Linked DNA regions of Gossypium arboreum: region 1 is linked to region 2. Evidence: chromatin contacts called from public Hi-C data. All regions are on one chromosome and are shown on one strand. Each heading gives the region's core, a stretch centred on a gene start, on an enhancer-like site or on the middle of the called end of the contact. The rest is flanking DNA. Distances are from core to core; before and after follow the strand shown.

Region 1 (2,742 bases), core at 152-2,651, 410 kb after region 2:
TTACAAAACAGAATGCCCAGTAGTAAACACACGGGCTAAGACACGGACGGGCATGTGTCTTGGCCGTGTGAGGGACATGGCTTGGAAACATGGGCGTGTGCCCAGGCCGTGTGAAGTCTGCACCATTTTATGAAAAATTATAATTTTAATCAACCACACGATCTAGCCACACGGGCGTGTGACACGGCCGTGTAACTATATTTTGGTGCTAATGTCATAAACAGAGAGTTACACGGCCTGCGGACACGGGCATGTCGAGGGCACACAAGCGTGTCTCCTATCTCCACTCAGGCGTGTGCCCCTGTTTCATGAAAATTTTTCTAAGTTTTTCCAAAATTTTCTAAAGTTATCAGCTTAGTCCTGAACTACTCTCAATGTATGTTTTGGGCCTTGTAGGCCCATATAAAGGACAATTTGCATATGTATGAATGAATTTGATTTGAATAAAATTTTATGACCCGGTTTTGTATGTTTGCTTGAGTATAAGTCCGGTAACACCTCGTACCCTATTCTAACGTCGAATACGAGTAAAGGATATTACATGGCCCCAAAGACGATGACCAAAGGCCAAGTTCTTACCTACCTCTTTATGCATTGGAGGCAGGGTTTCACTTCCCCATCCATTTATTTGTGGGTGAAGTTTTAAAATGCTATGGCGTTACACCAAGGTAACTAATCGGAGCCTCTTAGTGGATCATTTTAGGATTCATCATCCATTGTAGTGAACGGGGGAAGTAGCCCTAGCTAAGGGTCTTCCAAAACCTCTTCTAATTCACCTAAGTAAATCAAGCTACCTAACAAGGTTACTATACTTTGCCAAATGACAAAGGACCCTTTCGTGAATACTACGTCACCATCATCTCTACTTTGTTTGATCTTAATATCAACAAATATGAATCAATATTTTATTTAAATAAAAAAATTTAAAAATAAAATATTGTAATTATTATCCCTTGAATTTTTAAAATTACATTATTTGTTGTTGTAATTAAACGATCCTTTTCGATTCAATCTTAGTGTTACTACTACGGTTAAAGCCAAACACACAAATTACCATTAATTCTAATATCATTATTGTAATATTCAACCTCAACAATATAATAATTAATTTCACCACTATAATTATTTTTAATTTAATCGGAGATAATCTGAACAATGATTTAAATGGAACCTCAGTCTGTATCCAATTTTATACCCTCGGTAATCACCAGTTTAACCACCCGATGTCAATGGAGGGATTTTGTTTATGGAATTTTAGTTAAGTCGGGTGGCAAGAGAAAGAGTTGGGTGAGTCGACTAGCTGAGCTGCTTGAACCAAGTGAGCCTTAAAGCAGGCTAATAAAGCTACCCCAAATGAAAAGCGACGCGTGTCCACTTCCATCGCACCCCCAAAACCCTTGCTAAAATCCATATACCCCTTGTCCTTCTTTCCTCTCTTACCGTTAAAAGCTATCCATTTCGCCACATCTCTCTTTCCATTTCCTTCTTATTAACTCTATCCATTTCGCTTTCTGTGTAAACTCCACTTTTCCTTTTCCTTTTCCCTTTCCTTTCCTTTAGATTCTTTGCTTTTGAGATCTGTGTTCTCTCTCTCTCTCTGTCTTTGTTTTTGTCATTCGTTTGTTGCCTATCGACAAAAGAAGATGAAGAAAAAGTCTTGAAGATGTTGCATAGATTTGGTTTTTTCCTGGTAAGAATCAAAGATAAAATCTGGGGTTTTCGTATAGTGAGTAAATGCTTGACTTATTTCTGCTGATTCACGTTCGATCCCAAATTTGGCTGCGCAAAAGGAAAAAAAGGAAAAACAACAAAACCCCTATTCTTCTTCTTCTTCTTCTTTGATTTTGCAACTAATAGTAACTATAGAAAGAAAGTCATAATTTTTCCTTTTCTTTTCCAGTCCAAATACTATAAGATTAAAAACCCATCATAAATTTTCAATTTTCTTTGCCTTTTTGATAATCTTCTTTTGAGCTGAGTTGGTTTGTGATTAACTGTGGTGATTGTGAAAAGGGTAACCCAAAAAAACAAAATCAGATTTTACTTAGTTGAACTAAACATATTATAAAAGTGGCGAAGATGAGTTTAAGTGCAGCTGAGGATGATTCAGGGTCAGAGATTCATATCCCAGCAGATATAGATTGGCACATGCTTGATAAATCCAAGTTCTTTTTTCTTGGTGCCGCTTTATTTTCAGGTGTATCAGCTGCTCTTTACCCTGTAGTTGTCTTGAAAACTAGGCAACAAGTCTCATCTACTCAAGTTTCTTGCTTTAAAATGTCATTCTCCATCATGAGATATGAAGGACTGAGAGGATTCTACAGGGGTTTTGGTACCTCTTTGATGGGGACAATCCCAGCTAGGGCACTTTACATGGGAGCCCTTGAGGTTACCAAGAGCAGTGTTGGCACTGCAACTGTTAGTTTAGGATTTTCGGATACTACAGCTACTGCTTTAGCTAATGCAGCTGCTGGGTTGAGCTCAGCTATGGCTGCGCAACTGGTTTGGACCCCAATTGATGTTGTAAGCCAGAGACTAATGGTTCAAGGATATAATGACAGTAACAGTAGCAAAAATGTAAATCTCAATGTGAATTTTTGTAGATATAGGAATGGTCTTGATGCGTTTAGGAAAATTCTATATGCAGATGGTCCTAAAGGATTATACAGGGGATTTGGGATCTCGATTTTGACATATGCACCGTCTAATGCGGTTTGGTGGGCATCTTACTCTGTTGCACAC
Region 2 (2,918 bases), core at 16-2,515:
GGGTGTTTTTTTCAGAGACACTTGAGCTAAAATATCCGTTAAAAGATGTTGTAGAATCATTGGCTAAAGGTATGTAACGGTTCATCATATCTCTAAAATTTGAAGTGTAATTGACAAAATAAAAGTGGAGAGTCCGCCAAAGATCACTTTAAGGTGAGGATTTGCCTAAATGATATGATGGATAAAAATTATTAGAGATCTACAGAGAAAAAGGATGTCCGAATAGGACTCTGCAGCGTGGGAAAACTCCTCATGAATTAAGGAAAGCATAATGAGATCTTATTTTTAAGACCTTCAAACAAATTCTTTATACTAAGTCAAAGAAAGCAGTTTGACAGTTGATCCTTTGTTCTTTATAATATGCAACTATAGATCCTACTCTGCAGTTCATGAATTAAACAGTCTCTGCTGCACAAAATGTTTTTCGTAGATAAAAGTCAAGAAACAAGGGATTAAACAAGAAACAAACTATAATTTTTTTATTATTTAAGTAGTCATTACAACTCACACAAGCCAAAGCCAAACTGAAACAAACACCCACTCAAAACATATGTGAAGCTCAAGCAACTTTGACCTCAATGGTCTTAGGCTTTTTAGGCTCAGGAGGGGGCAGTTTCTCCACAGTCACTCTCAAAACCCCATCCTGACATACAGCTGAAATCTTATCCATGTTCGCATTATCAGGCAACTGGAACTTCCTCATAAACTTCCCAACTCTCCTCTCCATCCTCACATACTTCACCCCTTCTTTCTCATCTTTCTCTTTCTCTCGCTTTCGTTCCCCACACACCACCAGCACGTTCTCATCTTCCACGTGCACCTTGATCTCGCTGTGGCTTATCCCTGGCATGTCCACGATGAACACGTAGGATGTCGGGTACTCCATAACATCGGCCGGTGTCGCTGCCATCGCCTTTGCGTCTCGAACGTAGGTTCGAGATGGGTTGTTCTTCGACTTCTCTTGCTCCTCCGGGATGTCCAGCATGTCTTCCAGGATTGTTATCAGCGGAGAATTGAACCCAAAGTTCCTGAAATCCATGAATCAAGCTCTAAAAATATAGACGAAGACAAAGATCAAGGGAAAGGAATTGCAGATGACGCTTTGATGTGTAAAATCCACGTTTGTTTCAGAGTAATTTGCAAGGATTGGAGTTGATTCGTATATATAGCAGATAAGCATGAGTAGGGGGAGAGTTCTAGAGAACAATAAACTGTAATGTCATGTCGTCCTGTCTGTGTCTAGAATTATGAAGAAGACGAATGAAAGTTCTGTAATTTTCTTTGCTTTTCCAATCTTTATTTTGGGTCATAAATAATAATTCCAGGGCCCTTGAAATTGCATGCTGTTTATGCTGCATTTCTTAGGCCCAAAGCTCTGCACCATATTCGCCTTAAAACAAGCCCACGCTCAAAATAAACAAACTAAAATGGATTGATAATATAAATAAAGACGAGCTTTTACTAAGTCAGCTAAGCTGCTCTTTCTTATTAACCATTTAAAAATCTATTTGCTGAGTGCTTGTTTCTTTATTCTTTGAGGATTCAACAAGATAAGGTTATGATATAGCTAATTGAAGTTTTATTGAAAGCATTTTTCTTTAATATAATAAGAATCCCATCTCAGACACCTCCCACAAGTGAAGATCATGCTACATTTTCATAGAAATTTCCTACAGGCCTATAGAATCCAGTGTTATGAATCTTCATTTGATGTTTTAGAGAAACTGGTCATCGTATATAGATGAATTAGGAAGAAGCTTCCAACTTTTGCACTCAAATTCCATTATTCCAAACTTTTTACAGAAATGGGTTTTCATTCATATAGTGAACCTTTGACATATGGTTATAGAATCATATATATACATATTAGTTATGATGATTATGCGATGATAAAGTAGAGCTGATTGCTTAGAAGTCGATGTTATTTGGGTACGGTAATGGCGGCGGCGGCCTTTCCTTTTTCCCTAGTACATATTCTACTTTCTTGAAAACATTTAGAGTCAGGCGTATGGTATGAGCCAAAAGAAGAAAAGACATCACCGCAAGCCATGCCCTGAGAGCATAATCGAGCACTTGAGTGACGTCTAGTTCCTGTGATTTTGGTGTAATGAAAAGAAGTGAAATTCTGTATGTAATGGCCATGGATGTGATAGCAATCCACACAGTCACAGTCAAAATCCACATGAAAAATCTTCGCTGGAAAGGCAATCCTGTAACCAGCAGCAAGATGATGCTCATCGATGCCATGAAACTTATTGTGTTGGCAGCAAGATACTGAGTATAATAGCTTTGGTTCTTATCTGCTATTATTGAATGTCCTGCTTCGTGAGATCTCTCGGTGGCTGTTCCTGTGAAATCATCTTGCCATAAACCACCAGGAGGGGTTAGTCCAGCTTGGAAAGACATTGTTGCCATAAGCGATGCCACCACCATCAATGAATCTCGTTTTCTTGTTAGCCAATCTTCCTTCTTGTAAGTCTTTTGCACCCACTGATATTCTGTGTCTGGTTGGTTGGTTGCAACATTTTGAGCAATTAGAGGTGTTGTTTCAGTCTTCAAATGTAAAATTTCTGCGGCTCTTAGAGCTCCAGCATCTCGAAGGGACTCGGCAATGTCAAAGTCTTTCAATCCTCTCCTACTTTGCGCAAGAACGTCCATTGCAGTTAAACCATTTGCATTTAGACCATTTACTTCAACGCTGGTACTGGTAAGCAAAAATTTTACTGTCTGCGCAATTTTGGTCAGTACACATAAGATTACCATTACAAAAAGCAATAAAAAGCTTAAAGCTGAAATATTATGGTGATGCAATCTAATCCATACCTCAATTTGCTTGTAAGCAACAGCTAGGTGCAAAACTGTCATGCCATAATCATCTTTAGCATTCACAAATTCTTGGTTGTTCATTACGTCAACCA

What was found. Hi-C and Micro-C count contacts between places; a contact is called where the count stands out from the background.
Region 1: a contact with region 2 is called in a Hi-C map of leaf, with 4 times the contacts expected there. The contact joins the promoter of LOC108450125 here to the promoter of LOC108478279 in region 2. A contact is called at or near these places in 2 of 5 Hi-C or Micro-C datasets (both in leaf).

The regions. Positions count from the first base shown.
Region 1 is chr6:112,634,122-112,636,863 of ASM2569848v2, forward strand. It overlaps LOC108450125, which reads left to right and starts at 1,402. Exons shown (of 1, transcript XM_017747611.2): 1 at 1,402-2,742. The coding sequence starts at 2,080.
Region 2 is chr6:112,226,721-112,229,638 of ASM2569848v2, forward strand. LOC108478279 (17.6 kDa class II heat shock protein-like) reads right to left here and starts at 1,266. Exons shown (of 1, transcript XM_017780718.2): 1 at 453-1,266. The coding sequence starts at 1,039. The coding sequence ends at 560. It overlaps LOC108477669 (ankyrin repeat-containing protein BDA1-like), which reads right to left. Exons shown (of 2, transcript XM_017780184.2): 1 at 2,824-2,918; 2 at 1,739-2,727. The coding sequence ends at 1,909.